7 separate regions of the Mus musculus genome follow, and all the other regions are linked to region 7. A link is a contact called in public promoter capture Hi-C data. All regions are on one chromosome and are shown on one strand. The core of a region is the stretch at or near the end of the contact, and the rest is flanking DNA. Distances in the headings are between cores, read along the strand shown. Region 1 holds the start of Cers2 (ceramide synthase 2). Region 2 holds the start of Notch2 (notch 2). Region 3 holds the start of Psmd4 (proteasome (prosome, macropain) 26S subunit, non-ATPase, 4). Region 4 holds the start of B230398E01Rik (a long non-coding RNA gene). Region 5 holds the start of Arnt (aryl hydrocarbon receptor nuclear translocator). Region 6 holds the start of Rfx5 (regulatory factor X, 5 (influences HLA class II expression)). Region 7 holds the start of Polr3c (polymerase (RNA) III (DNA directed) polypeptide C).

Region 1 (3,477 bases), core at 793-3,292, 1.4 Mb after region 7:
TCCAATGCAAGTGTAATAGGGTGAGAGATGGGCACCTGCAGAGCCAGAAAGCTGGGAGGATAGAAGTGTGACCTGTAAGAAAACCTCAGGGCCAGTGAGACAGTAGATAGTGGGATAGAGACGGTTTCACAGGGCTCTCAAGTCTGAGCAACCATTAAGAAGGCGACATAGAGCCGGGCGTGGTGGTGCACACCTTTAATCCCAGCACTCCAGAGGCAGAGGCAGGCGGATTTCTGAGTTCAAGGCCAGCCAGATCTACAAAATAAGTTCCAGGACAGCCAGGACTATACAGAGAAACCCTGTCTCGAAAAACCAAAAAAACAAAAACAAAAAACAAAAAACTTCTTTCTAGGGCTGGAGAGATGGCTCAGTGGTTAAGAGCACTGACTGCTCTTCTGAAGGTCCTGAGTTCAATTCCCAGCAACCACATGGTGGCTCACAACCATCCGTAATGAGATCTGATGCCTTCTTCTGGAGTGTCTGAAGACAGCTATGGTATTTACATATAATGAAATAAATAAATCTAAAAAAAAAAAAAAACAAAATCAACAACCATTTAAAAAAAAAAAAAAAAAAGAACTTCTTTCTAGATATTGAAGAGCAATAGAAGTCAACTGCTTCGGGCTAAAGTATGAGCCCAAAAATACAGGGCAGATTCTGGTAAAGCTAAGGGGTGAGGCTGTGACAACCGTGGCCTCAGGCTTCTCTGGGATGTTTCACAAACTTCCCTGCTCCAACCCCAAACACTATATAAGAATATGCCTTCCAGAGACAGGGAGAGGCCAGTAGGTTGAAGTAGCAGCGGCAAATGGGGTAGTGTTGAAAGGAACTGTACAATGTCAGTCTCCCTGTGGCCAGCGACAGAGAGAAACCTAGTCAGAGGCTCCAGTGAGAATAGAGGCACCAGAACTAGTTCACACACACAGCACACCACACCACACCCCTTAGAAATTAGGCACTATGTGGCCAGAAACAAGACCTAAGGAACGGAATATTTGACCTTAGGGGCCCCATCACAAATGCAAGACAGTCACCTTAGCTCTGGGATGGGAAGTGACCCCCTACCCCAGCTCTCACACAAACAGAAGTAATTTCTGGGGGAGGCCTTCCCTAACTCAGTTCTGGGGAAGACCGGCTCACTCCAGACCTCACAGCGCTTAGAACACCCTGACAGCTGAGGCTGGAAACTCGGATAAGTGAGATCTGGTTTGGATGCCAGGAGTGCAGCTTAGGCACAGGAATTCCCAAGCTCAGGCTAAAAAGAAATGCCACCCACCTGCAGGTAGCCAACTAACTTGAGGGCCTCTGGGCCTGTAATTAGCAAGTTACAACCCAGAGCTGGCCAAACACGCCCCATAACGGTATAGGAATGTGAGCCCTTTGGGGCCGGGACAGACACTAAAGAGTGTACTCCTTCCTGTTTCCCGTTAGGCACATGGACACTCTGACCTCCCTCTTGGGATGGGCACAAGGGGGTCAGAAACAGAGGCGGCAGCGGCGGCGGTAGCAGTAGCAGCAACAGCAGCAACAGCAGGGGCCGCCACCGTTCCTCCTCGGCCTCCACACTCAGGCCCCAGGACGCACGCGGGCCCGCAGGGGCTTCTAGCACCGAAGGTCCGCTACTGCTCCACTCCTAACAAAGGGGCGTCTGTACCATGGATCCTGAGCGAGCGCCCGGCCCCAGTCCCCCTACCTGTTGCCCCGCAGGCCTTCTCTGGTCCGAGGCCCCAGCCGGGCCCGGATCGCCCGCTCCAGCAGCGCTCGGCCCGCCCTCCGGCAGGCCGGCCGCCATGAGCCGGTGGAGGCCCCGCTCCCTCCGAGCTGCACCCTGAGCCCCCGCGCCCGTCACTGCCCCGCCACCCTCGCGGACCCGCGCACAGACTTACTCGGCGTCCGGTGCAGAGCTGCTCCGGCCCGGGCGCCGCTACTCCGTTTCCCACTTCTAGCGCCCGGCCGGTGCGCACTGACTGGGCCGGGTCCTCTCCTCCCCCTTCCGCTGCCCGCGGCTCCCTCCCTCCTTCCTCCTTTGCCCGCCGAGCCCCGGCGAGCCCAGGCCGAGCCCAGTAGCGGAGCTGAGTTGGGTGTGGGCCGCGGCCGGGCGGGGCCCGGTGCCCGGAACCCTGCGCTGCGCCTATGGAGCGGAGGAGCCCCGACGGGGCGGGTGGCACGTGCCCCGCAGGGCGCCTGGGTCTCTGAGTGGCGCGGTTGCGGCCCACCCGGACATTGGTCAGGGACCCCCTGGTGCTTGAGCCCAGAGCAGTTCAGAGCTGGCTGCCTCTGCCCAACCCCGCGGCCCTGGTGTGGTCGGCGACCTCAGCCCATGATTTACCCCCGGGTTGAATGCTACAATCCCATCGTCCGGCTTCACTGGGCATCAGAGGAAGGGTGCACGCGGAGAAAACCCTGCACAGATCCCGATGCTCCCTACGGTGAGATCCACAATGCCCCCTCCCCCAGCCCTGCTGTTTAGAGTCCTAACAGAGCTACTCAAACCTTTTGTAAAATGTACTCCAGGCTACACTATGGTTAGCCGTGATCAGTTTCGTATTAGAACCTGTTTTCCCTTAAATAGTCCCATAAAATCTATGCCTCAAGAAGAGAGCAGCAGGTTGGAGACATGGCTCAGCGGTTAAGAACACCGACTGCTGTTCTAGAGATACTGAGTTAAATTCCTAGCAACCACATGGTCACTCACAACTATCTGGGATCCCATGCACTCTTCTGGTGCGTCTGAAGACAGCCACATTGTACTCATATAAATTAATAAATAAGGGGACGGATGGGGGGGAGAGAGAGAGAGAAAGCGCCCAGCAGCCTTAACTCCCATCTCCCATACTCCCATTATGGACAGAACTTGACTAAGTTGTCAAGTGACCCTTAACCGGGAGAGTTAAGCTTAGCTTCTTCCATGTAAAAAATGCTTTAAAAACTATCCCCTGGGAAGTGGTGGCGCACTCCTTTAATCCCAGCACTTGGGAGGAAAAGGCAGGCGGATTTCTGAGTTCAAGGCCAGCCTGGTCTACAGAGTGAGTTCCAGGACAGCCAGGGCTACACAGAGAAACCCTGTCTCGAAAAACCAAAAAAAATACAAAACAAAACAAAACCAAAACCCTGCCTGGTGCAATTTCACATCTCATGCCCAAGCACAGTCCCAGCATTTGGGAGACTATGTTTTTTTTTAAACCTTCATAAAATAGTTTTGTTTTTTCTTTTTAAATTTATGTGTGTGAGTGTTTTGCCTGAATGTATGCATGTGTTCCACGAATGTCTGGTGGCCAACAAGGTCAGTGGAGGATATCAGATTCCCTGGAACTGGAGTTATATAAGGTTGTAAGCAGCTATGTGGGTGCTGAGAATCAAACGGGTCCTCTGTAAGTAAGAACATGACAGCTGAGCTGTCTCTCCCGCCTTTGTTATGAACCCAGGTCCTCTGAAGGAGCAGCCTGTGCTCTTAACCGCCGAGCCATCTCTCCAGCC
Region 2 (3,392 bases), core at 843-3,342, 1.3 Mb before region 7:
ACAACAACTAGCTCTTTAATCTCTTTCATGAGAATAGTTTAGCATCTAAAGAACACCTGTCCAAAACCCAAAATGCCTACATTTGAGCTGGACTGACACTCAGTGTGACGCCCCAACCGATATCGGTGACAGCGAGGGCCTGCATTAGCAGAAGTGGGGGCATCAGTTCAGCGCACTGGGGTTCAACATGGGAGAAAGCCCGTGTGCCAGCCTCATCCCATCTCTGTTGCCAGCGTTAGCACTTGTGAGTCACTTTACGTACTAGTCCCCGAAGTACTCAAGAGAAAAATAGTTAGGCTTTGAATCCTATTCCATATGGGAAAAGACACAGGTCATGAAGACTAAAGTTACTTTACTATGTAAAACAAGTCGTGGGGGACCAAGCACTTTCATCCTCAGAAAAAAAACCACACTAATCATACAGCTCTTTACACTAAGTCTACACTGAGGGCTAACAGCTTCACTCAAAGAAAAGGGGCAAGGCAAGAATGCCATCGTTGAGTTTTGAGGAAAACTTTCGGGAACCATTCAATCCTGAATTCAATCCTGGTCCACTTCTGAAAACCTACAGACCCAGCAATGTATGACATTCTAATTTTCCAGAAAGTATCTGGTTGATGCTGGACAGCCCAGCACTGTTTGCAGGTGATAAATAATCGAGTCTTCCTCAAAGCATCTGCGATTGGCATGTCAGCTGCCTGTTACAATGAACAAAGACCATACTTTTCTGAAACTCATCCCTTCTCTGAGGAAATGTACTAGAGTTTTTCTGGTAAAAGTTAATTGTTCTTGAGTAAAGGGGGACCCTACCAGTTCAACAAACCAGTACAAGACATAGCCCCACTGGAAGCACAGACTTCAAACCAGTACAAGACATAGCCCCACTGGAAGCACAGACTTCAAACCAGTACAAGACATAGCCCCACTGGAAGCACAGACTTCGAACCAGTACAAGACATAGCCCCACTGGAAGCACAGACTTCAAACCAGTACAAGACATAGCCCCATTGGAAGCACAGACCAAACCGCTGCTCCTGCCCTGAAACAACTTTTCTGAACATCTTTTAAGTGCTACGGGTTTAATATACATTCTTTTAATTAATCCTATTAGCTGGGTAATTTCATCCCCATTTTATTGGTGAGTTAATACAGAAGATTTGAATCCAGGATTACAGAGCTGGACTCCAAAGCCGAAGTTCTTTCCATACAACATTCCAAAGAAATGTAAAATCTAAAGATGTGGGTGGAGTGGGTAAAATATGATCCGATTTCCTTTCCTGGCTCCCACCAAGTTAGCGAGGGGGCACGGAATATCCCACCATAACAAGCCTTTCTAAGCAAGCACTTCGGATCAAGCAACGTCTCCACTTTTCCTCGCCTGCCCCTGCCCCACCCCCAACGGTGCCAAAAGAGCAGCAAGCTGCTGCCAGGTTGGAGGAGTTGGGGATCGTCACACCACATTCCTGGGGCTGGACGCACACTGGAACCGCAGCAGAGCTCCGCGCCTCGGAAAGAATAACAGCAGTTGAGATTTTCAATCATGTGGCTCAGCACGCTGCCACACCAGTTCCCCCACTGCTGCCTCCACCTATCCAAGACCTAAGCCCCACGCCCAACTCCTCCTCCGGACAAACCGACCGATCCGGGTGTCAAAAGCTGGGAACGCCGCAAGCCCCCGCCGCCCTCCCGACCACACTCGCACCTCGGCCCGCGAGCTGCTCGCCCGAGACCCCGCTAACGCGGAACCCGGGACGCTACGCGTTGCCAAGACTCGAGGCCCGGACGAGGCAGTTTGGAAGACGCAGTCCCCGTAGCGCAGAGACAGAGAGGGATGGTCTCCCGGGCGCCCGGTACTCACCGTGCGCGGGGCCCGCGCCGCACAGCCAGAGCCACAGCAGCGCCCGCAGCGCGGCGGGACGCAGAGCGGGCATCTTCGGGGCCGCAGCCAGAGCAGATCCGCATGGGGAGCGGGTCCCGACCAGGAGCCCGGCTCTCGCGTGCTCTACCCTGCCCCCGCGGCTCGCTGAGTCCTGGAGCTCCCGCTGCGCCGCCCCTGCACTCCGCGCAGCCAGGCCGCCGCCCGAAGTTTGGCTGAAAGTTTCTGGCTGCGCCGCGCGGCTGGGCGGCCCGCGTGTCCTTCCGCCTCGGCCTCCTCCCACCGCGAGGCTCCGCCCCCGTCGCCGCCGCGCGCCCAGGGGTTTCCCGCAGAAAGAAGCGCCGGTCCTCTGCGCGCGGAGGGATCTGAGTGAGCAGCACCCCGTACTCCGCCCGCTCGACCGCCGAGCCCGCCCATGAGCTCGGAAAGGGGGGCGGCTGAAGCGCCCAACATCAAACACTAGGGTTTACCCGGGTCCTGAACTTGTAGAGAGAGGCAGACCTCATGCCCCACACACCCACCCACACACTTCTTGGCTGGTTAGAGGAATGAGGGAGAGCAAAAACGAGACTGTCAACGGAAGGCAGAGGGCAAAGGCGCCAAAGTACTCTTAAGAGGACATTCCTTAAGATGCTCTGGGCATTTCGTTCATTCATCCGTCCATCCACCCACCCATCCTTGGTTCTTTTAGTGAACTTCGTGTAGCAAGGTGCTTGGGACACTGGAATCGTCCGCTCTAGGGTCTAGAAGAATTTAGGGGAGGCTTTCAAGAGACAGCAGGAGCTTGAAACTCTAGTCAAAGGTGTAGAAAATAGAAAGAAGAACCAGGAATACTCTTTATAACCTATTAATAGCTGCGAGTGAAGAGTAACCTAAATGCCCCACCCTTAGGGACTAGATGAATAATGCATAATTATAAGTGCAATACAATTGAAAATACCATCTTCATATACGTCAGCCGTAAAACCAAAATGATGATGAAAACACGAATCGCAGAGCGAGACTCTAAGAATGCCATTTACATATAAATGTTTCCAAACAACACTGAACATTGTATGGACGTTTGTGTGCATAGTTTTTAAAAGATAAAGCTATTACACTAACAATTTCCAAAGTGGGAGAGTGGAGGGTGTGATCTGTCTTAGGAATAAATGCATTTGTAGAACGAAATTGGCAACTACGAGGAATTGCATAAGTAACACAGGACTGTTTGTATTTCTGTCTTGACTACACGGGGAAGTCTTTATGGCCCAGGATCATGGCCTTCATCACTAGTGCCTATCAATTAGTAGATGGTGACCTAGAATGCAGAATACCGTTCAGCAAGTGCAAATGGGTGTGAACATTAAAACTGCAGTTTAATAAGCACTATAGAGTCTGAGGAAATGGATCAGCGGGAAAGAGTGCTTGCTGTGCAAGCACGGGGACCTGAGTTCAAATCTCCAACACTCACAGTGAAAGCCAGGTTTGACTATGCACATGCCTCAAACAGCTGTAGGGAGTAGAGTTAAATGAA
Region 3 (3,291 bases), core at 3-2,502, 1.7 Mb after region 7:
CTACTAAAACAGGATGGACTCTTAACTATGAGACATCTTTTAAGCCCTTCTCCCTTTTTATTTTTGAGAATTCTCTCACTAAATTTCCAAGATGACCATGAATTTGTAATCATTCCATTATATAGGTGGGATCGCAGGCAAGTGCCAACAGGTCTTCTTTTCTTTGACCCCCAGAAAAGGTCTTATTGTGTATAACCCTGGCTGCCCTGGAACTCATTATATAGATCAGGCTGGTCTAAAACCCACAGATGCCTGCCTCTGCTTCCCAAGGGTTGGTGTTAAAGGTTAATTAACAAACCAAAATAACTTGCTGGCTATCCTTCGTTCCTTGGGTGATTACATGGTGTTTACTGCGGGCTGGGGAAATGACTCAGTGCTTATGAGAGAGCGCTTACTGCTCTTCCTAGAGGACCAGAGTTCGGTTCCCAGAACTCAAGACAGGCAGCTCACAGCTGCCTGGAACTCCAGTTCCGGATTTGATATTCTCTTCCAGCCTCTGCAGGGCCTGAATACACACACAAACGCTTAAAAATTTTTTTTGGTTTGTTTTTTTTTTTTTAATTGGTCAAAACTTTTCTGGATTCCTTCATCCTGTCAGACTCAATACTGGAGTTAGGAATTGCATAGATTTTTTTTTTTTTTTTTTTTGGTAGGCAGTAGATAGGTAAATCGAATTTGAGGATACAAGTGTTTGTAGCAGTTGCATAAACACAGTGCAATGGGAAACAGGAAGTTAAAATGTGGTTAACGATGCTGACACACTTTTTAAGTGATTATGCTTGGACTGACATATCCACAGTAGTGTATGCACTCATGAGTGTCTGTTATGTGTTCGAGGCAGTGTCACTACGTAGTAGCTATGTTGCCCACGTTGGCCTGGAAATTGCAGTTCAGATCTTAGCATGAGTGTGCCCCTTGTAAACAGCACTGGGAGGTGAAGCAATAGAGTTTATTAGCCTGAGCTCCACAGCGAATTGCTGTCATCCTTTTTCAAACCGTAACAACAAAAACAAATCAAAAACCCAAATATACAAAAGAAAGAGAGCAGAAGAGGGGGTAAATTACAGCTCTCCTGCCTCACACTGGAGTGTTGCTGCCAGGCGAGTGCAGAGAGCTTACAGCTGTTCCGGAAGCTGCTGCGAAGGTAGCCAACTCTATTGGATAACCAACCTTTCCATTTCTGTGGCGCCTACAAGTCCCAGAACACACCGCGGGGCGCGGAGGCGGGGCAGCATGAAGACTGAGTTCTTTGATTGGTGATGAGCACCAGGCCAATCGGAGGTGCTGTTGTTTGTCAGTCCCGGAGCCGGTCCGCAGAGGGAAGGAGGCAAGATGGTGTTGGAGAGCACTATGGTTTGGTGAGGAGCTTCGGACGTGGCTGGGGGGCGCGTCTGGGTTGTTGGTGCGCGTGGCGCCGAAACCCGAGGGCCTGGGCTGGGGACTGGGTCGCCGGGCGAGATGTGGCTTCGGGGCCCGCGGGACTCTGGCAGACGACTCCCTGAGTCATCCCGGCCCAGGAACGCAGGCCCGGGAACTCCTGTTCCCTTCCCTGAATTTCAGGTCTCCCATAAAGCAGAGGCCAACTGCCCCCTCCACTCGCCTCCAAGTTTTTCTTTTCTCTGTACTTTATCGCATGTAAACCTCACAACCGCATTCTTGGAAAATAGTCCTTGTCTCATAATGAGTCGGAAGGACTTTAGGGGATCCGCTGTAGTCACACAGCAAATTAAGAGGCCGTGATAAGCAGGATGAACTAGGTTTTATCAGGTTTATACTTGGGATGAGTACCTATTAAGAGTTAGATTAGAAACTGAGGACAAGAAAATAAATAGAAAGCTGAGAACATATTTTTTTTCAGGGCTACAAGAGGACTTTGTTTTGTGTTTTCTGGGAATTGAATCCAGAGCATTGTGAACGCTGGGAACGTGCTCTACCAATGAGCCTCATCACACACCTGGATTGCATTTATTATTTGTCATCATTATTGTTTTAGATGGAGCTTTGACACTGTAGCTCAGACTGGCTTTGAAGTCGCTATTTGAGAAGATGCACAGGTTGGCCTTGAACTTGGAATGAGTATGTAGGATTAAAAACTTGAGTCACTAGGCCCATGTTTTCATTTGGAGATTGGCTAGCACTGCCACCTAAATGCAGGATGGCTTAAGCTTGGTTTCCTGCACTTGGAGGATGAGACAGGGAGTTTTCATGATCAGGACTACCTAGCAAGGTTCTGTCTCAAAATAAGACTACCAGAATGCCCAGTTAAATTTGAATTTCAAGCAAATCATGAGTGATTTTTTAGTATGAAAGGGAATTTTAAGTCCAACCCAAATATTGCTCTTACAAGTTACTTGTTGGGGCCGGGCAGTAGTGGCACACACCTTTAATCCCAGCACTTGGGCAGCAGAGGCAGGTGGATCTCTTAGGGGTTGAGGCCAGCCTGGTCTATAGAGCAAGTTCTAGGACATGCAGAGAAGCCCTGTCTCAAAAGGTGGTAAAATAAAACAAAAACAACAACAAAATAGTTACTTGTTGAGGGTGGTGAGATGGTTGGGTGGGTAAGAGCACAGAGTTTGGTTCCAAGCACCCATGTTGTTTGCTGCTGCCTTCTTTTTTTTTTTTTTTTTTTTTGGTTTTTCGAGACAGGGTTTCTCTGTGTAGCCCTGGCTGTCCTGGAGCTCACTTTGTAGACCAGGCTGGCCTCGAACTCAGAAATCCGCCTGCCTCTGCCTCCCGAGCGCTGGGATTAAAGGTGTGCGCCACCACGCCCCTCGCTGCTGCCTTCTTGACAGGACCAGAAGATCAGTGCCTTTGATCTCTGTAGGTGCCCGCACACACACCTAAAAACAATAAATATAAATCTCGAAAGTTACTCATTATTCATCTGAAATTAAAATTTAACTTTTAAGTCCTATATTTTTGTTTTTTTTTTTTTTAATTTTTTTTTTTTTTTTTAGATTTATTTATTTATTATATGTAAATACACTGTAGCTGTCTTCAGACACACCAGAAGAGGGAGTCAGATCTTGTTACGGATGGTTGTGAGCCACCATGTGGTTGCTGGGATTTGAACTCTGGACCTTCGGAAGAGCAGTCGGGTGCTCTTACCCACTGAGCCATCTCACCAGCCCTATTTTTGTTTTCTAAGTTTGCTTTCACTTCTGGGATAGAGTATGTTAAAATAGAAGATGGATTTAGAATCCAAACAGTTCCCTGGCTCTCACTTACATTTTGCATATTGTTGGAGAATTGTAGTAACTTCTCTGTGTCTCATAGTACAAGCAGGTAAGC
Region 4 (3,509 bases), core at 266-2,765, 1.7 Mb after region 7:
GGTCCAAGACCCTGTAACAGGACTGGAGGGTCATGGGTTAGTCCAGAGAGAATAAGGAGAGAGAACAGGGATTAAGGGATATCCTGGGCAGTGAACTGGGGAATGGGAAGAACTCAAACCTGAAAGAAAGGAAGTTAAAAAAGGAAAACCAGTTGTGGGAAGGTAAAACTTTCCCTCAGGCCAATTCCTGTTTGTTTTTGGAGTTGGCTCAGCCAGCACAGGGTCTAACATTTAGAAAACTGAATAAATATTTGATGGGCTGATGGCAGAAGCCATAAGGAAAGGGTTCTTGGTGGGAGAAATGGGATACTGGAGGTTTCTGCCAAGCAGTCCTTGGCTCTAATCCAGGAGTAAATTCTACCTCTCCCAGCTGTTTGCTCCAGAGACCGAGGGGCTAGGACTAAGCAGCACAACATTCCAGCTGCCGTCTGTGAGCAAAGGATCAGCTGAGCCTGTCAGGGCACTAAAGCTCAGAGGGAATGCCGCCAGGTCTGAAAGCCTGGCAGGGAGATACGAATCTCTGGGAGTCAAAGGGGTCTTCATTGGTCTTAGAAGACATGGGACGGAGAGGAAATGCGGCCACGTGTGGAGCCTGCCACCCAGTCCCAGCCTGGCCCCACTTACGGAACTGAATGAATTATCAATACTCTCGGTGCTGGAGGAGAGCTCCTGGGAAAGGGCCAGAGGGCAAGGGGAAGAAAGGGTGGGGTTGGGGGGAGGGAAAGAGACAAAGGCAAAGAATTTAGCTCCAACTTGGTTCATAACTGCTTCTCTTGTGCAGCTATATCTGCTTTAGTGAAAGACAGTCAGCCTGAAACTGCCAGTTGCCCAGAGTCTAGACATCTGTGGGATGTTGGAAGGCCAGCTCAGACCTTGAGATCAAAAGCTGAAGGCCAAGGCACCTTCTGTTTTCTGTTTTATCTCCTGTTCTTACCTGAACAAATCTTCCTTTTAGATCAAAATCCTAGAGGCTCACTTCTTTCATACCACTCACTCACATGCCTTCAACCAACCCTGTCCTCAAGGGGACAACCAAAAACTGCAAGACCCTTGTGGTACAAAGTCGATGTTCTTGTAGCTTCTTGGTAATCTCAGGAAGAGCTAAACTCCTCTCAGTCAGCCCTGCGATCACCCTAGGAAGCCTAATCCCAACCTTGAACCTGTGTGACAAAGGGCATCCCAAACCCATGAACCTGAAAGCTGTGGGCTGGATGCTCAAAAAATGCAGTCTTATCTCTTCCAAACCTTCTTAGGCTTACTATCAGGCTACTGCACATGACACTAAATATATTGTATTTTTTGATGTATGTTGGACAATTAGATCCTAACTAAATCCACCTGAGAAAGCTAATTAGAAGGGCGGTGGCAATCTTGATTCCAGCCCAAAGTTTAGATCCCAATAATCTAAATATCACCTCAGCTGAGGGCAGTAACACATGCTTGTAACCTCAGTACTTACAAGGCTGAGGCAGGCGGATCAAGAGCTCAAGGCTAGCCCAGGCTACATACTGAGTCTTTCTTAGAAAACAAATAAAAAATTACAAAATAAACAACATCCCTCCCCTGTGCTAGCTGGTATCTGGGAACAAAGTGAGGGACAGCTCCTTCAGTAATCGTGGAATAGCACTCATGGACTGGGCCATCCATCCTGGATTCTATACACTATATCCTACCTGGGCAGGCAGCAGGAACAGGAGCAAGAGAGGGGGGTCTGGACTAAAGGAAAGTCTTGAGAATTCCTAGAGCAAGAAGGCAGTGGCCATTGCACTCTGTTCTATAGCTAGCATTTCAAGCCTCTGCTTAATTCAATTCTATGACTGAAGTTCTTGATAGAGGCACTACATTTGGGTTTTCCTCAAGAATTTAGGCAGAAGATCATTTGCAGGGTGTAGTCACACTTGGAAACACCCTGCTAAGGCTACAACTCTTCTACTTTGGGTAGAAGTGGGAAGGAAAGAGGCAGTGAAGATGTCAGAATCTGTTATAATCTGCTGGTCCAACTTCTATACTTATGCTAGTTGCAGAAGAAAAAAGGCAGAAAATTGGCCTAGCTGATCCTCTCCCAGACAGGCCCCAGTGGGCTCATTAATGTCCATGGCAGACAGTAGGGTCTCATGATCTGTTCTCCTCCTACTCCCTGGGCCTGAGTCACTTGTACTGAGTCAGCTTCAGGGAGTGAAGCTGAAGCCAGGAGCTGACATCACACCCTTATCAGGCTGGAAAGGCTTCCAGTGTGACATGCAGCAGATGCCTCTGTACAAAGGTTACAGTCCTGAAAAGACAAAGCTAATCTCTTTGAAGTGTCATTATGTAGGGGAGGGTGTGATTAAGGGTTGGTTCCTAAATCACTCTCTGATTCTTGTGCCACCTTGCCAACTCTATGGCAAAATATTTATCATTTGGCTACAAATAGGAAGGAAAATTGAGGCTAAGAACTGCTTTTTTGGGGGGGGTGTATGTGAGTCTGTAGGGAACATAAAGGAATCCTCATAAGAACATGGAAACTTCTGTGAGATCTGGCCAATGAAGAAGAGTTTTGTATGGAGACTCCAGGAAGAAAGTAGCCCTGGGCCTCTTCTCTCCCGGAGCCCCCATTTCACTCTTCTGGAGCTCCTCCATAGTGGGAGGAACACGGGATTAACCAGAACCCGCAAGGACAACCAAGACTGGGAGCCAGTGTCAGGGCACACCCAGGAATTCTCCTATACAATGTCTTGCCTGGGCTTTAGAAAAATGTGTAGTTCATTTTAGTAAGGCACGTGCATACTTAATGCTTCCGTAAACTTTTTAATCAAGATATACACTAACTAGATCCTTATATTGGAGCTAGAGCTTTGTTAAACTTTATCAGTTCCTAGTCCAAGAACAGTATTTTATCCTCCATCCTTTTGCACACTGTACAGGGAAACAGCTAGTTGTTTAGTGAATGTTTCATATAATGGAGGAAGAAAGGGAAACCATTTCCCTTGGTACCTCAAGCACAAAGGCGTTAGTTAATTGGCATATCATCAAAATATCGAAAGGGACTGGCAGTAATTCCTAAGCTGAAGTCTCCATGCCTAGAAACCTAGCGGTATTTATGTTTATTTCCTAAGGAGCCTCAGTGGAGTTAAGTGCCTCACTTAACTCCAGCATCAGATAACCCAGAAGGGCCTCAGGAAGTGTGATCTTTTTCCTTTTCTGGATCTAGTAACCCAAGAGGAGCCAGGTGGGGAAGAAAGGCAACTGGAGAACCCACCCTAGAGATTTAAACACTCATAGAATACCTGCCTCTCAGAGCCATCCATAATCCTGCAGCAGAAGTTAGATGCATAGAAGAGGGACCCCAGACCAGCACAGGGTAAGAGAAACCCTAAGGCCTCTGCTTTTCTGGTCCTAAGATGCAGACTAAAAAATAGATACAGGGAAAAGTCAAGCCAGACAGGAGGTACCAGTGAACCCCTCCCAGAAGCACACTCACTCTGACCAGCTCTGACCTTCCATGAGACAGCTTCCGGAGAAGCTCAAGA
Region 5 (3,197 bases), core at 528-3,027, 1.3 Mb after region 7:
AGCTAGAAAAGCTTCTGACTTACTAACGTGTCTCTACGGCCTTAACAAGAGAGACACTTTGCAGTCTGAAGAGTTATATAAGGATTTTGCAACATGGGATCAGTTTGAAATCTTGTTTACTCTAATCAGACATGGGCTATTTTGCTACAAGGTCTGATTTTCTCTAACATTTTTCAGTTGTATAGTTTTATTCTATAATTCATCAAATATTCCAATAGTTTCCTGACAATTTACTTCATCTTCATGTAAAAAAAATAATAATTTAGGATTTAAAAAACTGATATTCAGGGGCTGAAAGGAAGGTTCAGTAGTTGTGAGTATGTGTTACTCTTCTAGGACCTAATGTCAGTTCCTAGCATCCACATCACGGGGCTTTCAACTGCCTGAAACTCTTGCTGCAGGGGATCCAACACCCTATTCTGGACTCCTCCCATTCCTGCACTCACAAGTAGACATTATCATATACATAATTTCTAAAGCTTAAAAATATTTTTTTTAAAGTTGATATTGACACATGAATTTGAAGCCAACCTGGGCTACATATAAGTTCTAGGACTCTCTCTCTCTCTCTCTCTCTCTCTCTCTTAAAAAAAAAGGCTGTTTCCAAAAATAATGGGAAAACAATACATTTCCCAGTGTTTCAGCTATTGTGTGTATGTATATACATACGTGTGTGTACCCTGTTACTGTAATATAGTACATTAACAAGATAAAATTTAAAAGTTCAATGTGAAATAGCAGAGACCAATATTACACAACCCTCCCTCCAAACTCTTCGATGATACAGACTTCTGGGAAATGATGGATTTACTTTGTTGGAAAATAACAAGGTAAATTAGCCCAACTAAAATGAAATACTTCCTAAGATGTAACTGAATACAGTAGAAAGGACTGAGAGGGAGACTGCAGTGATCCAAAGTCAACCGGGGGCTGGAATGAGACAAGACTCAAAATAAGATGAACGAGAGACAGAGACAGACAGACAAACAAGCAAGAGGACGTCCACAGACAAATGGCGCGGGACATTTTTCTGAAAGAACAGGAGTTGCTCCACCTCGACCTAACAAGATTTAAACCTGGGTTCTGGACTAAAGACCTGTCCTGAACTATTACCATTACCCAAACCTCTGCCTTCAGCAGCAAGACACTAATAACTACGCTAAAACCCTAAATTTCAAAGTATAGGAGTTACAAGAATCTGAGCAGATTCTCAAAGAACTAAGTTTTCCATTTAAATGTAAACCAAGTGTAGAATCAAGCAAGACTTTGCAAAACGTCAACGTGGCCCCGTCTATAGCCCAGTTTACGCTCGCAGTTACACCAAGTCAGTTTGCCCAGTTACTTACTAGGCATCAGGGGAACATCAGCTGGCAGAGGGTTAAAAGACCACAACACTCCCTAACACCGCAGGCAGAGTGGAGACGCTGGCCAAGCGCCACCACTACTCCAGAAGTTGGGGCACGGAGCCCCCAAACACCCGTCACCCGTTCCCCAGGTCCTCCGGGCAGGGCGCCTCCTCGACACCCCTCCCCCAACACCCGAACGCCACGGCCCTGCTGCTCTGCTCTGGCTCTCCGCACTTGTCAGTCCTTTCTGCCGCCTCACCTGGGTTAGCTGTAGTCGCCGCCATGGTCGAGATGGCACCGTCCCTGCGCCACCCTCGGTGGGAGGGGCAGCCGCCACCGAGCTGGGGGAGGGGAGGGAAGAGCCACTCCGCAGATTAGGCACCTTACCGCCGCCACCGCTACCGCGGAATCCAAGATGGCGGACGCCCACCCCCCTCCCCATCCTGGGCAGAAGACACGCCCCAAACTATGGGCGCGGTCAGTCTCCAGACAGCCTCCCTGGGAGAACTGGCCAATAGAAACAGTAAGTCGCCATAGAGGCCGGGCTAGTGACTCGGCCAGTGAGTCCGGTGACCCGAGGAGTGCTAGGAAGCCTGAGCTAGGAAGCCAACCAGCTGTTTCCCTAATCCGGCCTTCTCGGCGTCAGAGATTCATAACCAAATTGACGTCAGTGAAATGCAAAGAAAACGAGCATTTTACTAAAATGTTTTCTTTCTTAGTGGGCTCATCAGCATATGCTTCCTACAGACGATTTGTTATGCAAACCCTCTTTATAGGTTCTAACACAGGGATCACTAATCCATTCTAGGTTGTTTTTTCTTTATGAACTTTTGTCACTAGTAAAAGTCCGATAACTAATTCTTAAGAGTTGGCTCTGAAGCTGGTAGGAAAAAGCTGGGTGATTACGTGGTACCAAAGATGCCAACATTTGAAATGGAGACAACGAACAAAGAATTTTTATTAAACAAGTATTCCAGAACTCAGAATGCAAAGACCAGTCTGTACTACAAAATGAAACTAGTCCCTTTCTCTGCCCTCCAAAAGTGAGGTGTCCTATGTCACAAGTTTTTTTAAAATGACAAGGTAGTAAACACACAGACGTAATGTCTAATTATAAGAACTGAGCAATTCAGAACAGACAATGTCGACTCAAAACACTGTGAGATAAATTCTATAATTTTACAAATCAAGAACTACAAGCAGGGGCTGGAGAGATGGCTCAGCGGGTAAGAGCACTGACTGCTCTTTCAGAGGTCCTGCGTTCAAATCCCAGCAACCACATGGTGGCCCACAACCACCCCTAATGAGATCTAACGCCCTCGTCTGGTGTGTTTGAAGACAATTACAGTGTACTTATTTAGAATAATAAATAAATCTTTGGGCCAGAGAAAGCAGGAACTGAGTGAGCCGACCAACTGGAGTGGGCGAGGTTGATTGGAGCAAGCAGAGGTCCTAAAGTCAATACCCAATAACCACATGAAGGCTCACAGCCATCTGTACAGCTACAGTGTACTCATATACATAAAATAAATAAATAAATCTTAAAAATATATATTTAAAAAAAAAAAAGAACTACAAACAGATCCAGGCATAGTGATGCATGCCTTTAATCCTAGTACTCAGGAGGCAGAGACTGGCCAATTTCTCTGAGTTCAATGCCAGCCTGGTCTACATAGTGAGTTCTAAGACAGCAGGAGCTATATATAGAAAGACACTATCTCAAAAACAAACAAAAACCAAAGACATGAAACAAAGGCCACCTTGCAAATTAATCCAGTAGTGAGAAGCAAAGTGAATGAAACTAACACCCAAAGTCTATTATATTCATCACCATGTATATGTGGACTGGGG
Region 6 (3,122 bases), core at 27-2,526, 1.8 Mb after region 7:
GAATTCCCTCTACTTTGTTCTGCACGGCCTTGCTGTGGAGAAGAAGAGAAAGCTGGAGGTCACAAGGTTTCCCCATCCCTTTGTCTGACTGCTAGAGACAGAAAAAGGACCAAACAGCTACGGACCACAGACCTCAGCCTGCCTGCTCTGAAACACTTGCCTGAGGAAGGAGTGCAGGGCAACAAGGATCTACAGCTGGGTCTGGAACAGGGTTTGGAGACAGAGACAATTACTTACGAAATGGTACCTCGGAGCCTTTGGAGGAGGGTGGTAGGTTCTCCAGCGTCAGCACCACCTTGGGGCCTTGCCCCAGTCTTGGGGCTCTTAGCATCAGGTTTATCTTCTGCCATCCCAGCATGAGGGCTACAGCTGAGAGAGGAGATCGCTGAGGATTTAACTACTACCAAGCTTCCTTTCTCCTAGAGACCCCAAGGCAGTCCTCCTGTCTCTACCCAGAAATACAAACAGAAGCAAAGCTTCCTCCAGTGGTTTTCCACACCACTTGCCTTCTCTAAAATTAGAATTATTCTGTTACTTTATCAGGCCCTTGTATACCCAAAGAGATCTCTGACATCTCCATTCTATATGTCCCACCTTTTGAAGTCTCCCAAATCTGGAAAACTGTTATGGGAAGGGATAGGGGTGGAGAAGTCCACGTTAAAAGAAATCTTACAATTTCTCCCAGTGCTGCAACACCTCCAGCCCCCCCCCCCCCAAGCCCCTCCAGCCGCCCCCCCTCAACACCTATAACGACAAGTCAAAGTTCTCCGATCCTCTAATAGACTCCTCGCCATTGATTTTGCCTGGAAGGTCGGAAGGGATACAAACATACTCGGCCTTTCCAGGTTTGAAAAAAACTGGGCCCAAGTTCTCATTACTGAGTCTCGCCACGGCTTCCCCCGCTGCCCCCCTCGCCGCGGCGCGGACCCTACGTCATCCCACGACATCCCACTCCGAAGCGTCCCCACTCCCCTCGGGCCCCTCCACCCCAACCCCAGGTGCTGGGCTAGGTCTCCGAACTCAGGGGGCTGGGCGCAGGAAACCCTGCGGGGAACAGGGTCCCAGATTCGGGCACGTGCGCAGGGGCAAGGAGCTGGTCCTGCTAGCTCCGGAGTGCTGTTGCCCCTCCTACCTCGGAACCGTCGCCTTCCAGCACGGACATTAGATAGGTGAGAGAGAAAGAGAAACTACCCTGTGGCTACCTCAGCTCCTGCCCAGCCCCACGGTGCCCAGCCGGCGGGCTCGTGCGTTGCTTTTATTTTTCCTTTTTCTGAATGGTTATGCCAGCCGCGATCTGCCTGGATACACGCACGGCCTGCTCTGTGATTGGCCGTTGCTGCCTCCAAGACGAAGGCAGTGAAAGTCTGCCTGGTAACAGAATATGATTGGTCGAGAGGGGAGGGAAAATCCAAAGTTAGTCTTATTTGAGTCAAGAGGGGGAAGTCCAGGTTGGTTTCGGTTAAAACTGGGGTCGGTTAGGTCTGCGGGCCCGGAAAGGGTTCTGTTCTTAAAGGGACCGCAGGATGAAAGCCCGGGCGCTTGGCTGCTTCTGGAGCATCTGGTCTTTTGCTTTCTGATCCTGTGCGTTGTAAAATCAGCGAGAAGAGGATAAGGGATCGACCGCGGGCTTTACTTGGGAAGATTTACGTAGATGCCGTCTAGGATCCAAGAACCACAGACAGGAGTTACAGGGTAGGAAAGTGATTGGCTAGTTGTAGCTGGGGAATAAGATGAGTTAAAAATGTAAGAAGGTTTGATTAAAAAAAAGCCAAACAACTCTATTACTGGGGCGTCGATAAGGACGTGGAAAGCACGAATCTATAAAAGCAAGTTACTTTGGTTGTGAGAACCAAATTTCTTAGGTTTCAGGAACTCTGTTTAAACAAAATTGGGGAGCTTTACAAAATGGAATGGCCACAGATAGCTACCATGTTTGATTGTTGCCTTTGGTTGTCAGAGCTGTCCGAAATAATCAGTAGGTGATATTTTTAAATTTTTGCTAGAAAATGATGTCTACTGATGGAAATTCGTTATAAAGTCCTGTAACTTTAATAAAATAAAATAACACAAGTTGAACCATTCGTCCTTCCCTCTTTGCTTACCCATCCCTGTGGCCAACAGCCTCTAGGATTGCAGGCTTCCCCTCATTCCACAAAGAATCTGCAAATCCTTAGCAGCTGTACCACATTAAGAGAAAATGTTTTTTTCTCTGTTGTTAGCCGTGGTATCGCCATTTTATAAAGTGCCTCCGTTCTAGTTAAGCCAAAGCTAATGCCAACTCATTTTCCAGATTTCTCCTCACCCTACCCCTCCTACCTGGGTAAACCACAGGAGATGTTTATTGGTTGCCTGACCCTGTCTGTCTCGCTACCCATAGCAACTGCTGACACAAAAGGAAATGGTATGGTCCTTCCACTTTAGACACTTGGCCCCACCCCCTCTGCAGGTATGCTCTAGAATAAAGCCTGTCTGTTGAGCCTCTAGTCCTCCTCTGTATTTTCTCCTTGCCCACCTTTGCCTATTCATGTTTCCGTTTCCTGGGTGTACTTCATCTCCTTCCTAGGGGGCACACTCCTGGAGTTCCCTGCTTGGTGGTGAACACTGGAATTTTGGTCAAGTAGAGGAAAAAAGAATTTAGTACTGTGATAACTTTTCCCTTCAGGTGCTTAACCCTCTTTGTTAAGATTTGTTGAAATCGTGATGAAAAATGCACGGGCAAGCTTTTGTACCTCTCTCAAGTGTTCGTGGTCCCCGGGTCAACAGTCTTGTCACAGCAGAGATGTGACACCCAAGTCATATTTCCAGTTCTGACTGGTGTGCTTCTGTAAAGGAGGGGGGAAGATGGAGGTGCTCGTGGTCTGTCCCCACACCCGGACTGAGACCCCCATTTCCCCTACCGTGAGAAGTGGACATGAATCTTTCCTTTGGAAGAGGTAATGAGTTCAAACAAGTTCTCTTTAAAGGAATCTGTAAAGAAAGATGCCATTGGACAGACCCCCTCCAGTCAGTCTTTTCCTAGAGATAATCTGCTCAAGGTTGCTCTCTGAGTTGAAGTCATTTCCTGTGCTAAAAGTCACACTTTGCTAATACTGTGCTGCTTGAGGGTACCCAACCAAGACCTG
Region 7 (3,262 bases), core at 639-3,138:
CTTGAGTGCACACTTACAGATCCAAGGGCTAATGTTTTAAACAGGGCATCCATCACATTCAATAACATGTCACTGATCTTACACACACAGTGGCTCAATTCCAGACTCCCTCTCTAGAGTGTGAGTTCTAATATATGCTGGGGGAAAAAACTTTCCCAAGTTGAAATATGGCAGACAGCACATCAGCATAAAGCAAAGGCAGCAAATGAAACCAACCCACAGTAGATATAGCTAATTATGACACAGAAACTTAGTCGGCCTTCTCTTAAGAGTGTATTCAAAGCCAGGAATGGCGGTGCACACTTTTAATCCCAACCCTAGGAAGGCAGAAGCAGACAGACCTCTGTGAGCTCTAGGCCAGCCTGATCCGAATAAGCAAGTTCCAGGACAGCCAGGACAACATGGTGAGACTTTGGTGCAAAAAGCAAACAAAAAACAGAAAGACACCATGTATTCAAGATACTGTGATTATAAAATAAATTATGACATAGCCACTCGTTTTAAGAAATGTCGCCACCGAACAAGAAAAAGGCTTATTATAATTGGGGGCGCTGGCACTGGCTAGCATGCTGCAGAAACCTTTTCTTAAAGCATAGCCCTACCTCTCTATTGGCTGACAGCCTGGCAGAGCCAATTTTATATCAGAGAAAGCAGTCCCAACATTCTGTTCTTTTTTTGTTTTCCTGGGCAGAAAAAAAAAAAAAATGGAGGGGGTGGGCTAGGAAAGTGGAGCTAAAGACACTGGCAACGTGATATCCAAAATAAGTTGAGACAGTACGTCCTACCTTCTTCCCAAAGCCATTTCCTTCGATAGCAACAGGGAGCGCAGTCTGCAAGTCATTGGTACACTGCTATTTTCACTTTCACAAGAACCCAAAAACCACTGAAGAACAAAATCTCCCTCTTCCCTGTTACCTTCCAAACCTCCTCTTTCTGTACTTCAACAAAACCTACTAAGAAGTCCTCAGCAATATGCTATTTCGGCTCACTGAGGATGCAGAAGGGGGGAGGATCTGGTTGAGAAGTGGGAAGAAAAATAAAGAGTAGGTGAGCCGCAAAAACGGAAAGAGTACAGGGGATAGGTCATCGCGAAAAGACAAGGAAGGGGACTGAGAGCAAATTGGACGCAGATTTGCCCGAGAATTCACCGAGGAGACAAAAAAAGATGGGGGTGGTATTAAAGAGCGGAAGCGAAATGAGGGGCTGATTGGAGACGCCGCGGAAATGAGGGATAGGCAGGACCCTGGCCCTGATGCCCAGGGTTTGCGACCAGTGCCCGGAGACAGCGGGCAGCAGGTACCGAGAACACCGGTGTCAAGGGAATCACGGGTGTGCGGGCAGCCTAAGACCCGGTTTCCAGCCCTAGGAGCCAAGGACCTACGCGGCGCCGGAGCGCGGGACACACGGGGCTCTTACCGGTAGTTTGGGATTGACCTCGCCCTTACAAAAGTGGCAGAAGAAACGGTGTGCGGCGACAGCGGAGCCCGCGTCCGCCCCCGCCGCCGAGGCCTCCGCCATGTTTCGCCTCCGCCGAGGATGTCCGAAAGGGCGGCCGGCGGTCCCTCCCCAGGCCGCTACCTCCCGTGCTGCGGTCGCCACCGCCGTCGCCGCCTCCTCTGGGCGGCCCGCCGCTCCGAGGCCCGCAAGGGTCACGTGAGTCCGCCCGGCCCCGAGAGGCCCGCCCGCCAGCGGCCACGCGACCCGAGGCCCGCCTCCCGGCACCAAAGGCAGAGGAGAGCCCGCCCGCCGGCACCTCAGACAGCCCCTGGCCGGTCCTCCAGCCTCCCAACGAGAGGAGAGAAAGAGCGTCCCCGGAAACCACCGACACTGTCGGCTAGAGCGGCCCGTGCTCTGACCCTTCCGCGTCCGCCTGGATGGTGCTCTACTTCTAAGAAGGGGCGATGGGAAGCTCATGAGCTGAGGCTGCTGGCCTCGGGAGGACAACATTTGGAGCTTCTAAATTAGCCCCGACCCTGAGGTTAGTGAAAACGCTGCCGGAATGAGGAGGCCCTGACTCAGGGCCAAGAAACAAAGTCCGGAACAGAAACTTGCATGAAGGGAGAGGAGCCAGGAAATGCATTCAAGGATGGCAACTGGTCTAAGGATGTTTCTCCAAAGACGTGTGTGTGGCTAAGTGAAATAGTCTTCTCTGCGACACTGTGGCAAGAGGGACAAAAATTTAGGTTCGAGAGAGTTGGAGCTTGTGATAGGGAGGTAATTTCAAAATCAACTACACCCATTCCTGCTTGTGTCTCATGATGTAAAAATTTAATATGGTTCTCAATGGAACATAACTTCATCTCCTAATTGAAATACCCTAAGAAGCTCTTTTTTTACTTTATCTATCTAAGTCGTGGTTTATGGCTTGGGAATAAGTTGTACCCCACTGGGTCATGAGCCTTAGGTCTTTGTATCTGTGACAGAAAGTTATTCGCACTTTCCCTCCCCCTTTGCTTTTAAAGGTCTCACTCTGGACCAGATTTGCTTGGTATTTATTATGTAGCCCAGGCTGGCCTTCAGTTTATGACAGTCTTCTAGCTTTAGTGCTGGAAATACAGATGTTAGCCACCATACCGAGATGAATCCAGTCTTTAAAGATTATTGGAACCACAAACCACATATATTCCCATTAAAATAAATGGCATATATAGGGGAGGATGGCTTGCCTTTTTTTTTTTTTTTTTTTTAATTTTAATAGGATCTCATGTAGCCAACCTGGTTTTGAACTCAATATGTAACCATGAGCTCCTGACCCTCATACTTCCACCTCCTAAGTGCTGAAATTGTAGGCTTGCACCACCATACCTGGCTTTAGAAAACAAATTTGATGTCTAGTTTTCTAGTTCTTTGTTTTGGTGGGTGGTGGGTGTATTACCCACCAGAGTCTTGCTGTATAACACAGGCTGGCTTTGAACTCACTTTGTGCCCAGGTTGACCTGGAACTATTGATTCTTTGACTTTGGTCTCCTGTGTGCAAGAATTACAGGCAGTGTACACCATCATATCTGACCATTGCAATTACTAAATGACAACACATTAGGAATATTTTATGGTAGTTATATTGTATGAAGTCATTTTAAATGTTGGCATAGTATACTCTCTTAAGGTTATACTATAATTTATTGATAGATGCTAGATTATTTATGTCAATGCCAGTATTGTGAAGAGAACTCATGGCATGGTTTTTACTACATCCTTGGAACAAAGGATCTCAACTTATAAATATTAAGGCAAATATATGCCTTAATATATAGAGGGTTTG

Evidence for each region. Promoter capture Hi-C pulls out the DNA fragments that hold promoters and counts their contacts. Capture Hi-C pulls out chosen DNA fragments and counts their contacts.
Region 1: a promoter capture Hi-C map of liver shows a contact between it and region 7, with 2.5 times the contacts expected there. The contact joins the promoter of Cers2 here to the promoter of Polr3c in region 7. A contact is called at or near these places in 3 of 39 promoter capture datasets (liver, neutrophils and pre-B cells) and 1 of 9 other capture datasets (pancreatic islet).
Region 2: a promoter capture Hi-C map of cranial neural crest shows a contact between it and region 7. The contact joins the promoter of Notch2 here to the promoter of Polr3c in region 7. A contact is called at or near these places in 1 of 39 promoter capture datasets (cranial neural crest), 1 of 115 datasets of contacts at active chromatin or transcription factors (bone marrow-derived dendritic cells) and 1 of 9 other capture datasets (adipose tissue).
Region 3: a promoter capture Hi-C map of liver shows a contact between it and region 7, with 8 times the contacts expected there. The contact joins the promoter of Psmd4 here to the promoter of Polr3c in region 7. A contact is called at or near these places in 4 of 39 promoter capture datasets (erythroid cells, liver and neutrophils), 1 of 115 datasets of contacts at active chromatin or transcription factors (bone marrow-derived dendritic cells) and 1 of 9 other capture datasets (liver).
Region 4: a contact with region 7 is called in a promoter capture Hi-C map of adipose tissue, with 5 times the contacts expected there. The contact joins the promoter of B230398E01Rik here to the promoter of Polr3c in region 7. A contact is called at or near these places in 3 of 39 promoter capture datasets (liver, neutrophils and pre-B cells) and 2 of 9 other capture datasets (adipose tissue and liver).
Region 5: a promoter capture Hi-C map of liver shows a contact between it and region 7, with 4 times the contacts expected there. The contact joins the promoter of Arnt here to the promoter of Polr3c in region 7. A contact is called at or near these places in 1 of 39 promoter capture datasets (liver) and 1 of 9 other capture datasets (liver).
Region 6: a promoter capture Hi-C map of adipose tissue shows a contact between it and region 7, with 2.7 times the contacts expected there. The contact joins the promoter of Rfx5 here to the promoter of Polr3c in region 7. A contact is called at or near these places in 4 of 39 promoter capture datasets (the C10 cell line, liver and pre-B cells), 2 of 115 datasets of contacts at active chromatin or transcription factors (bone marrow-derived dendritic cells and double positive thymocytes) and 2 of 9 other capture datasets (adipose tissue and liver).

What each region holds. Positions count from the first base shown.
Region 1 is chr3:95,313,755-95,317,231 of GRCm38.p6, reverse strand. Cers2 (ceramide synthase 2) reads right to left here and starts at 2,042. Exons shown (of 11, transcript NM_029789.2): 1 at 1,887-2,042. It overlaps Anxa9 (annexin A9), which reads left to right and starts at 2,052. Exons shown (of 14, transcript NM_001379545.1): 1 at 2,052-2,429. It overlaps LOC115489748, which reads left to right and starts at 1,436. Exons shown (of 2, transcript XM_030252979.1): 1 at 1,436-1,475; 2 at 1,668-2,488. The coding sequence starts at 1,436. The coding sequence ends at 2,470.
Region 2 is chr3:98,012,238-98,015,629 of GRCm38.p6, reverse strand. Notch2 (notch 2) reads right to left here and starts at 2,092. Exons shown (of 34, transcript NM_010928.2): 1 at 1,859-2,092. The coding sequence starts at 1,931.
Region 3 is chr3:95,040,575-95,043,865 of GRCm38.p6, reverse strand. It overlaps Psmd4 (proteasome (prosome, macropain) 26S subunit, non-ATPase, 4), which reads left to right and starts at 1,252. Exons shown (of 10, transcript NM_008951.2): 1 at 1,252-1,358. The coding sequence starts at 1,333.
Region 4 is chr3:94,986,463-94,989,971 of GRCm38.p6, reverse strand. B230398E01Rik (a long non-coding RNA gene) reads left to right here and starts at 1,515. Exons shown (of 4, transcript XR_003954666.1): 1 at 1,515-3,509. The region is part of intron 2 of Pi4kb (phosphatidylinositol 4-kinase beta); the gene reads right to left.
Region 5 is chr3:95,432,970-95,436,166 of GRCm38.p6, reverse strand. It overlaps Arnt (aryl hydrocarbon receptor nuclear translocator), which reads right to left and starts at 1,777. Exons shown (of 22, transcript NM_001037737.2): 1 at 1,606-1,777. The coding sequence starts at 1,630.
Region 6 is chr3:94,952,262-94,955,383 of GRCm38.p6, reverse strand. It overlaps Rfx5 (regulatory factor X, 5 (influences HLA class II expression)), which reads right to left and starts at 1,276. Exons shown (of 10, transcript NM_017395.3): 1 at 1,133-1,276; 2 at 238-369; 3 at 1-32. The coding sequence starts at 350.
Region 7 is chr3:96,726,065-96,729,326 of GRCm38.p6, reverse strand. Polr3c (polymerase (RNA) III (DNA directed) polypeptide C) reads left to right here and starts at 1,888. Exons shown (of 15, transcript NM_028925.1): 1 at 1,888-1,978. Rnf115 (ring finger protein 115) reads right to left here and starts at 1,716. Exons shown (of 9, transcript NM_026406.3): 1 at 1,417-1,716. The coding sequence starts at 1,518.